2 separate regions of the Zea mays genome follow, and region 2 is linked to region 1. The links are chromatin contacts, called in public Hi-C maps. All regions are on one chromosome and are shown on one strand. The core of a region is the stretch at or near the end of the contact, and the rest is flanking DNA. Distances in the headings are between cores, read along the strand shown.

Region 1 (5,659 bases), core at 2,906-5,405:
ATTTGGTAAGGTCATATTGCTTACTAATAGAATCCCAATTTGTGATGTCTTCTATGCCGAAAAGGCTTTCATGCATTATATTATATACCTTCGGGTTACTTCGAGTAAAACTTTATGCATAAGAAGAGAGAAGAGAATTAACTTATCTGTGTTTTATAGATATTTCAATTTAATTTCCCAGATTTTCAAGCACTATATAGCTTGATATAGTTGTTATGGCTACTTGGCGATATATAAAAATATGATGCCACACAACACAATCAAATAAAATATAGAGCCAAACAAAATTGTTTATGAAGGTTGCGCATAATGTGACTTTAGGACCTTGAACAACCCACCACAATCCACGTGAGTACAAGCTCTAGCGTCTGGTGTCAACGCGTGTGCGGCCATCAGGGCTACGACAACACAACAAGGCTTCGTAATAAGCGCAACAAGTACAATTATGGCTCGGTAATCGGGGTACACGATAAGTCCACACAACGTGCGCAACAGGCGCGATTGTGGCTCGATGATCACGATAGACGGACAGTGCCTACAGGGCATGTGAAAAACACATGACTCGACGATGGCGATTCCACTCAACGGGAGCAGACCGATAAAACGAGAGTGCGACATAGCAATCACATGACGCAGCCAAGTTCGAACGGCACAAATATTGCGTCGTGTTGCCAGAGCGCAGTCAATATTAAGCTAATGCCATAACTCAGCCGATAATAATGTAGTCTGATCAACGTGTCTGAATACTCACTATATCATTTAATCGCTCGACGTGAGTTCAAAAGTTCTAAAGCAACACAAAAAACAGAGCGATTTAAATATGCGCAGTATAGCTTTCACATATGTTTTAATAATTTTCTGCTAATTATTTACTACAGGAAATAATATTAATGCAGAAAAAATAAACACCGAAATTAATGTATGAACATAACACATTAGGTGTAGACATTTTCCCATATTTAAGCATGCATTTTTCTACTTAATTATTTGCAAAGAAATAATTAACTAAAGTAGAAATAGATAATAGCTTTAAAAAACTATAGATTATTCACTTCACTTATTAATCTGGTCCAAAATGCTTGAAGCCAGTCCAAAATTTGATGGTGTACGTGTACGTGTTTTTTTTGCGTGGGCTCAAAATGGTGCAGATGCTAGCAACTGAAGGTATTTTTTTAATCCAGCAAAAAAAAACACACACACACAAAATAGTGCACATGCAGCGGATCCAGATTCAGTGCCTTAGCCAAGGTAAGGCACCACGTACCTTGCCTTCTACAGCAAAAGGGACACAGCAGGAACCAGCTTACCAGCAGGAATACGTCTAGATCCCAAACAGGTTATGTTTGCACATAGTACAGCTTACCAACAGCACATGCAAACAGAACACAAACATACAGTTAATTTTGAAGGATGTTTATATAGAATTTGTTTCAGTTTCTTAAGCAATACATGGCATTCAGAAATTTACAATTACACCATTTGGGCATTGCCTGGCATACTAACTGTCATTCATCAGGCTACTCACAAAATACTATAGTTAGCCCACAAAATATTGTTGTTAGCTCTATCCAAAATACTATCCAATCAACTTGCAAATCTAGAACAGATCTTCATCATAAAAATTTTCATCATGACTAGCCATAGATGTTAGGAGCCTGGTAAAATCACCAATGACCCTGTACTCATGGAGGTCCACATTTGCTTCTTTGTTGCTGCTGTTATTCTCCACTTGTACATGTGGTGGTGCACCATCTTCTTTCTTTTGTTGTTGCCAACAAAATGCAACAAATTAGTTCAGAAGTGAGCGACAACATCAATATTAAAATATCAAGATTGCAGTATACCTTTGCTCCCTTTTTTGTTGGTACAGCAGATTTAGTCGCCTTGCGCTTCCCTTGCCTTTCCCATTGCTGCATCTTGATCAGTATAAATAGTTCTAGGTTGCCTATAATTATGGGCAGCTAGAAAGGTCTCAAAGAGCCATGTAAATGAGGCTTCTGTTTCATCAAAGAGAATTGCAGCACCAAAAATAGTGGTTTCTCTAAACTGATTGAGCCCAAGAAAAACACCAAATGGCCTATATTCTTTATTTGTGCCAAAAGTAGTGTCAAATGTGACAACATCACCGAAATGTGCATAGTCTAGAACCATTTTTGCATCAACCCAAAATATGTTGGTTATGTGCTCCTCACAATCCACTTGCAAAGCATATTGGAATGATGGATTCTCTGAAATTTTGTCATGAAAATATTTCAGCATGCTTCCGGCTTGCCCAAAAGCCAACTCCCTCTGCTGTTTGCTTTGTAAATAATTTTTCCTATCACGACAAGTGTAGCTAAGATTAAGTGGTCCACCTACTTGACGGCAAGCCAAATCATGTGCAGCTTTTGGCCTGATTCCAGAATCATCTGCAGTTTCAATTTCAAAGGCTTGCACTTCTGAAATTTTCCTCTGTGATGCCATCAAGTGGCGGGTTTCTGGCAAGTGAAGCTTGTGGTTGTGTTCAAGCATAACATCAGTAACTTCATAGTTTTCTGCCCCTCGATCCAATGTGAGAGTCATTCGGGATGTGCAGCCCGTTCTTGTTTCAGCTCTAAAACACTTGGTCACATGATCAGTTTGCCCTTTTCTTCGGTGGCCCTCATTGGAACAAACAAATCTGCATGAAGTAACCTTACCATCATAACTGCTGACATTTGAGTATCTTTTCCTCACATCAAAGCCTGTATGCCCCCCATATGCCACCCAAAACTGCCAAGCCTCATCTGGAGTTTTGAACCTCAAACCAATTTGAGGTGTCCCCTTGCCAAATTCTGCCATTCCCTTAATCCGAAGTTTATTGAAATCTATGGCACATGGAATGCATGACATGCTACAGAAAAAACTATAGCACATGAAGAGAAAGGGAAGCTTACTGAAATCTCAAATCTCAAATTGGTAAGCATTCAGTGAAGAGAAAGGGAAGCTTACTGAAATTGGAGGGTTGGGCTACTGGATCGACGACGCGCAGCACCGGGCCGAGGAGCGCGCAGGGGTACCAGGGCGGCGGCGCACAGGGCTCTCGGGCGGCGCGGCACAGGGCTCCCGCGCGGCAGGCAAGAACAAGCGCGCGAAACGCGGCAAAACGTGTGCCTGCGCGCGCTGCGAGTGAGGACCGCGTCCTGGCTCGGTATTAATTGGAGTCTCCTCTGTTGTTTTGCCTACACACGACAGGAGCCATTGGATCGTTGTTGGAGGGCAGATACGGAGGGGCAAGGTACGTGGTGCCTTACCTTGGCTAAGGCACTGAATCTGGATCCCATGCAGCCGCATGCTTCTAGGCGTGGGGCACAACTGCAGGTTCACAATCACTCATCATGCTGAAGGCTCTAGGATCACTGCATGCGGCCATGCGGGGTGGAGGCGGCTGCACGCACAACATGGTACAAAGACCGGTTCGACAAAAAATGCACTGGTCCCTTAAAAAAATACGCATGCGACATTCGATCGTCCTCTCTCGGGATCGAACTGGGCGGGGGCACCCTCCACGACGGGAGGCACTGCCACCGCGTTACGAGCGCGTTCGTCGTGGTCATCTTCTGATGACTCGACACCCTTAGTCCATAGCATCCGAGCGCGACCAATGAATAGATCAAGAATTGATCCAATCTAAAGACATACCGCTCGACGCTCAACTGCGTAGAAGAGGATTCGAAGACTGTCGCGTAGGACAGTTCGGCTAGGCCGGAGGACCTGCCGGCTTGACGGAGAGTTGATGCAGATCCTATCCCGCAGCAACGTCGAGGTAGAGCGTGCTGATAACGTGTTGAGAACTACGTTACCACGGATCATCAGATCCGCTCCCTTCCCTCCCGTCAGCTATAGATGACTCGTCTCCATTTCCATAAGCACGACAGAAAAAACACACGAGACACAGGATATAGGGTTGAGCCTCTGGTCTCTTTCTGATATCTATTCCATATAAGGGTTACATGTTCTATATATAGAGACGTGATTACCCTTAGGGACATATTCGGTATTTGTCCATGTAACCCTTCGTTAGGGTTTCTCAACGGTCGGTTGCCGTGCCTCTCTCTGTGATGCAACCTGGGCAGAGCGCCCCCCGCAAGCCCTTGCTGTCGCGAGCTGCTGCGCGCCATGGGCCTCCCGCGCGTCCATCTCCGCGCCTGGGCTGACCTCCTACTTGCGGGCGCTAGCTATTTCCCTCTCGTGGGCCACCCTCAGGTGCACCTTGCACGACGCAGCAGCCGCCCAAGCCACTGCATGCATGTTCGTAAAGGTAGCAAGCCCATGCACGTGCAAGCAACAAGCTACCTTTTTTTTATTTTTCACATTTTAGACATTTCTAATATATCTAAAATGCGATATGCTTCCAAATACTTCGATCAAAACATCCTGCACACCATCTTCGACTATGGAACTTAGTTCCTCCTGAACTTAGTTCCAAAACCTAGTTTCGTACCTTAGTTCTTTCCTAAACTTTATACTGAGAACTAGTTTTGTCGTCGCTACCGACCATGTTTCATCTTATACAACACCTGCACATAAATCAATTAACACACGCATCTATGTACGAGCACGAGTCCGCGACTTAATTGAAGATTAATCCACACAACACCACTCCACCACGCATGTTAACACGCATGCATAAAATCACTTTGCTAAGACAATTACAGTTAGCAACAATGTTCCAATGTCAACTAAATACAACCTTAGTTTGTTCTCTTCTCTCCCTAAATTAAGTAGGTACCATGGAATCTTAGTCCACTCGATCTTGCAAAGCAGCTCCAATCCATTAAATCATTCAAATGAACTAGGACACAAACATCCGTGCCCTCCCGACTCCCATTCCCAATGGAGGCCCCGTACTCCGCTCCGCCTTCTTTCGGTACGTTGCAGGCGGCGCAGTTGGAGGCGGAGAGGTCTCCGCGGCACTGGAAGAGGCCGAAGACGGAGGTGGGAGGAGGCCGCCCGTCGCCTAGGATTAGGAATTGAGGATGAGGTCTGGTAGAACAGGCGGAGAGGCAGCGACCCCGCCAGGGAAGCTCTGGTTAATTGGCGCAGCCCTTGTAGATTAGCACGTACGTACGTAGAGGGCGCGACGGGGGCCGTGGAGCAGCAAGACGGCGGCGGCCAGGAAGATCGAGGAACCGACGACGAGCTCTGCAAATGCATGCCACAGTGCAGCTAGAAGCCATAGTGTGGACGCACGCAGCCGCAACAAAGTTTCTTCTACACAATATATATTTGGACAGCCGCAGCCCGTGAAAATTTTAGCAGCCGTTTCAGACGGTATCCACCGATTATATATTGGAATTAAGTCATTCAGAGAGATCTCAATTCTCCTGTACTGGAAGATTTATTTTTAGAATTTGTTAGAGATGCCCTTATAGCTTTTAGAAAAGGTACAAGTGCGGTAGCTGCCGGTCCGGACGGGGGCTTGGCGGGCCATGCTTATGATCGAGCTACTCGAGCACCTGCGCAGCATCGTGTTCGTTCTCCTGGCCGTACGCACGGCGACGGCGACCGCGACGACCACCGCGGAAAGAGCAGCACGACCGCGAAGGTAGAGACAGTTTTTTTTTTAAAAAAAAATTTGACCACACCACGCTCCAAGCTAGGTCACCGGCCGCCGTCAATTAAGCCCTAATTAGTCACG
Region 2 (5,614 bases), core at 2,149-4,648, 160 kb after region 1:
CTAGACCATGGAAGAAACCTATGCATCTGTGTAACATACCTTCTCCACAGGTGCAGTTTTTTCATCCTCATCCATGTCATCAAGATTATTGCTCAAGAGTAGAGTGATACAATTTCTTTCAAAATTTAGTTTGTCGATAAGTCCTGCTACTGGGTTTCCAGCCTTTCTTTCCTCTTTAATCATGCGAGTAAGAGCTTCCCAACTCATTTCATTTGCAAGAGAAACACGCACAGCCAAAATTGCTGCATCTACATCCTCTAAATTGTATTCAATTAATTCTGCCATTTTGACACAATGGTCCACTTCCTTCCTCAATGTATGCACACGATTCTCCTGCATGGCAGAACAGAGGAATGGACTATCACATCTCCGAATATATGCACCGTTGCACCAAACAAGTAATAATAACTTCCAATGGGAAAAGAAATAATGAGGAATGCAATAGCTGAATTGCATATGTGCATTAAAAGTGAGGTGAGATACCTGATCCAATTTTATTTTGTTCAGCCTCTGAGCTGCAGATTCCTCTTTTGCTTTCTGCTGTTGATTCACCTTTTGACTTTCTATTTTGCTGTAGAACTCGTCTAATGCAGCATCAAATGTCGCAAATTCATTATATTCCCTTGACTTGAATTGATTCAACAGAACAGGGCAATATTCATCATATATCTGCATACAGGAACTCAAAACAGTTAACTATCAAGACATTAAATCAATCAGATGGTAATATGCAAGTGCCAGTGTCCAACAATAAACAAGCATATATGATATTGTGGGCAGGGCAGACCCAGTGTCGGAGACTTCCACTGATAAAACGAGGCAAGCCTTCCCCCACAAATGCAGAGAAGCTGTTTTGAACCCACGACCTGGTGACTCAGTGAGACAACCATCACCACTGCACCAGGCCTGCCCTTCAAATATGATATTGTGGGTAACAAACATTACTTGTGCATAAAACAAAAATGTATATATGATCACTCAATTTCTCAACAGTAATAAACCAAGCAAGGCACAAATCATTCAGACCTTATGATTAATCGAAGCCTCTTCCAAGGGTGTGATGTTCTTTGCGGTCATCTTATTTTGCATGAGAATATAACCCTCAGGAATCCTTTGGCCGGATATAATATCTACAAGCCAGTCCTCAAACCTTGTAATAGATTCCATTAGAGACTGAACAGTGCTGTCATTGATAGTGCTCTCTGGGTCTTTCCCAACCTTTGTACTTGGAACCAAACCAGCATCCAATATGATATGCTCTGCTAGTGCAGGGCCATAAGCCAGTGCCTCACCAAGAATTGTCTTCAGAGTAGCTTTATTGGATTGAGCACCATTGTTTACTTTTGCATTTGAACCAAACTGCTTAGCTTTTGCAGCAGCCTTCTTTTCTTTTTTACTCAGTGATTTTTCAGATATTTCAGTTACCAACACTTCATCATTGGTGGATTGAGAAGTTTCCTGAGCATCGGTTGATCCAGACGTAATTTCCTCTTTATCATCAGCCTTATCAGGCTTTGTCAACATGTCCTTTAACTTTGCAAAGTCAGTCCTGCCAAAAACACGGCAAGCTTCTACTGGATAGCGATGACGTGACATGATGGCCAATCCTTTGTTGTCATCTCTGTAGATCCACAAAATAGAAAATAAACACAACAAACACAGTATATATGAAAGAGAAGTAAAGAGCATCCTTGCATTGCATGTTAACTCTGATATTTTCTTGTCCTTATTAGTCAATACTGCTGCAGCAATGGTAGTACATGCTAAGAAAATTTATCAATCAGGCAACAACCTGTGAGAACGGAGTAGTGTCAATACTGTGTATTCTGAATCCGTGAGAAGAATGTTTCCTTGTGCATATAGCTCTAAAATTATGAAATGTGCATTACTACCAAGCCCAAATTGGAAAAGGATAATCTGCACAAACAAACAAAAAATGGGAACAATTAAATGGCCAACGAACAACAATACAAAGCTGCTGACATGAAATGCTTATCTGAGAGAAAGCAAAACTGGAACAATACCCTGTCATATCCGAGCATACGGACATCTTCAAGTCTCTTGTTACGAATGTGCTTTCGTAGTTTCAGAGTGAAACCTGAAGGGGTGGTACTCTTGTCACTGCAGAAATGCATACACACAAGGGTCTAGACATTAATGTTACAGAACAGGGTGATGAAGCAAACATCAATCAGGGCAGTGAGTAGAATCTGAAGCTCACCGAACGTATTGGGTGGTGTGGAACCTGACACCACTCTCCATGAGCAACAAGACCTTCTCGCTTTCCCCTGATTCAGTAATCCCACTGCTGTTCATCAGCTTGAAAAGGTATGTCTGTCCAAATGCAGAAAGATGCTACTAAAATTACATCTGTAGTTCTGTACAAGTATCGTCATGTATATAGTAAAACACAAATACGATATAAGACTGCCAAGAACAACATGATCTGTTTGTATGATGTACTGGTAATACAATACTTTTTATTAATGACCCAAAGAATTCAGGCAGCTATGCTTTACTCAGAACTCAGAACAGATCAAAAGGCAAGAACCACCTGGTTGATCCTGACAACATACTATTGAAGCGAAACACAAGGATCTTGTATCCCACAAAACTGCACCTAAAATGTGCATCGACAGCCTCAGCGAGCCAGTTCATAGCGTTATCTATTGATTATGTCGAATTTTACATGTAAGCACAGGCTACATCAGCTACTGAAAAACAACACAAGCAAAATCCCATAGCATACGGGACATTAAACTACGAAGTTCTCTATGCCCTGGGCTCACGATAAAGTCTGCTAGGTGGCAGCACCACTGGTCGAGCAGACCGAAATCCAGTACAGAATTACAGATTCGCTTCGTGCGCCACGCCTCTACCGATCGCGGGCGGCGGCGCGGGGGTGTCAAGGAGTGGCCCCTTCCCATCCAACCTGCGCCCAAGCGGGGCAGTGACTAGGGTTCGCGGCAGGCGGGGCAGGGAAGGCAGGGGACGGGGACCCGATTAACCTTGGGGGTGATGTCGTAGACGTTGGCTAGGCGCATGCCGATGAGGCGGCGGAGGCACTTCACCTCCGCCGCCACGTCCGTCGTCGTCATTCGTGCCTTCACCATCTTGCCTCAGCCGGTACTACGGCAGCGCCGAGACCTTTGGGCCTTTGGCTTCCTTCCCCCCTCCCTACCGGGGATTTTCTCCCTTCTCTCCGCCGCCTCCTGAGCTCTCTCCTCGTCGGCTCGAGTCGGGCTCGGGCACGACTCTGGTCGCGGCCGCCCACCTGGACCTGGAGCGGTGAAGGACGCCGCCGCCGCCGCCGCTAGGACGAGATGGGCCGGTCCGTGGTCCGTGGATCATTATCTTCGGCCCGTTTTGTTACTGAGGTGGGCCGCAGGTCGCGTATCCGTTATATTCCTCGTTTTAACTGTGTCATTAAGGACTAGTTTGGCAGTCAGATTTCCGGAAGGGAACCCGGCCTTTTCCGGGGGAGCGAAGCACGCGTGAAAATAGCGCCCAGGGAAAATTTCCGGCCTATTTGGAAGCCAATCTGTCGGGCCCGTTCTCCCTCGACCCGACCAAAATACCCGGGGCAGCTTTCCACCAGCCGCGAGGCCGGACAGCTTTCCCCGCATACGAGGGGGAGGCGGCGCGAGCGACGCTGGCACGGTGACGCGAGTCGGACTTCCTCTGCTGCCTCCGTCCACTCTGTCGTCGTCCACAACGCCGCCGCAGTCATCCCCAGTCCTCCCTCCCTCGACGCGGTCTCGACTGCTCCCTCCTCCACAGACGACGTGGTCTAGGGTTTGTGCTCTCATCTGCGTTCTCCCTACGTTCTTCCTCTACTCACACATGCTCTGTCATCTCCTCTGCTCTCTTTCAAGTTCCGCTCGGTACTAGCAGTGAGGTATTATAATCAGCCTCCTCCAAGATCTGCCTCCTCCAATCCAGGGATATTAACTATGCTTCCCTCTACTAGCGTCACATGCCAAGATTATTATAAATTCCTGCTACGATCCAGCAATTTTTAATAGCAGTGTTGTGGCCGAGTTAATACATACAATCCACGGTAAAATTAATCTAGAGATATTTTGTAATAAAAAGTCACATGCCAAGATCAATAGGTTTAGTACTAGCAGTGAGGCGGCACAGATAAGTTAGATCGGTTATTTCTTGTTTTCCTCCTTAACTATGCTTTATTCTTGTATGTATGCAATCTGAATTTATTTTGTTGATTCTTTATGCTTTGATGTGAAAGCTGAAATGGGCGCAAATAATTATATGGTTTGATACTCTGAATTTGATTGTGTGTGAGCCAAGACACGGGATAGATAGGATATACATTTTCCACATGTTCTATATGGATTATAATCTGGCCAGCTTTATTTTTCTCCCTTGTATTTTTTCCTAGGAGACGACCGCGTAATCCTTTCATCTGTACCCATTGTGTGTTCGAATGATCCCAGATTTAAATGGTCTTCATGTACCTTCCGGCCATATATGTGTTTCTGGTCTTCATTGGAATAGTGTGGTAAATTAAGTTTGTAGTGGCTAATAGAACCACCAGTAAAAAACAACTTTTACAGGCAGCTCATGTTTACCTCAGTTTCTTTACATATTTTTTATCTAAGAGATAAGAGATGATCATAGTTTCTCAGTTCTGTGCGCTTGTAATTTCATTATTAAGTGTGGTTCATAATAACGTATCCGGAGCTAATAGATTAACTGAACTGAACTGATTTCCTGTTATGTGACACTCCAATGCAGTTTAACTGAACTGAATTGCTTTTCTGGTATTTTCTAAGTTCCTTTCATGTTATGTGACAGGTTGTTGGTCCAGGATAACTGAATTATCATCCTTGAATAGATAAGCTACCTAAGGTAACCAACTGTTCCTTCACTCTTGAATTTAATTGATTATTTCTCATGTTCTTTGACTGCAAACCAGTGGGAAAGCGTCCTAGGCTATCTTTGTTGTTGTTGCTGTCCCTGAGCATATAGAACTATGGAATATCTTCATTTGATTTGTTTGTTTTTGTGCTGATGCTAGTACTTTTGATTTTGATAATTATATATTTTCAAGTGATAATTGTAGCTTTGGTTCATTCTGAATTATATAAATATAATATGTAATTTTGATTTTAATAACAAAGAGGCATTAACTAAAACTATAAATCTAAGGAAAAACAATGTTTGTGTGGTTCTTCGTTCGAAGATATTTTTGTTTTTCGTCACAAATAAGTGTCTTCTTATTTTTTGTTGTGGTTATTAAAAGATTCTTATGTGTTGCTTATGTGTTGTCATTGGTGTACTGAAACTTGCATAGTGTCATGTGACTCATGTTCAAATAATCTTCAGATATGGGTTCTTGGGAAGAGCTAGCTAGACAGTTTTTGTTGGAGGAAGAAGAAGACGATGAGGAGTTTTTCTTTATTCTTCTCCCTGCTATACTTCCATTCCTCTTTGAAGAGAAAAGGTCTATCCATACCTCCTCTCTCTCTGGTGCCCAGAAGGTTAAGGAGATTCTTGAAGGGCATGAGAGTTGGTGCAAGTCCGAGTTTCGAATGGAACCAGAAATATTTAGAGCCACATCAGATTTCCTTAGAAGAGAGGGTTTGTTACG

Evidence for each region. A called contact is a pair of places that touch in the nucleus more often than the background predicts.
Region 2: a contact with region 1 is called in a Hi-C map of leaf, with 2.0 times the contacts expected there. The contact joins the promoter of LOC103650540 here to the enhancer-like site in region 1. A contact is called at or near these places in 9 of 25 Hi-C or Micro-C datasets (bundle sheath, ear, leaf and 2 more).

Annotation. Positions count from the first base shown.
Region 1 is chr3:129,073,191-129,078,849 of Zm-B73-REFERENCE-NAM-5.0, forward strand. No RefSeq gene overlaps it. Among protein-coding and RNA genes, the nearest start is that of LOC103650538, 34 kb to the left of the region's middle. Within about 2 kb of position 4,156, at least 18 of the 20 cell types and tissues checked have an H3K27ac peak or open chromatin away from gene starts, as enhancers often do. A contact at or near this core is called in bundle sheath, ear, leaf and 1 more, where this site is marked.
Region 2 is chr3:129,229,710-129,235,323 of Zm-B73-REFERENCE-NAM-5.0, forward strand. LOC103650540 (nuclear export mediator factor NEMF) reads right to left here and starts at 3,399. Exons shown (of 14, transcript XM_008676116.4): 1 at 3,009-3,399; 2 at 2,222-2,334; 3 at 2,025-2,121; 4 at 1,793-1,917; 5 at 1,027-1,621; 6 at 484-669; 7 at 40-333. The coding sequence starts at 3,113.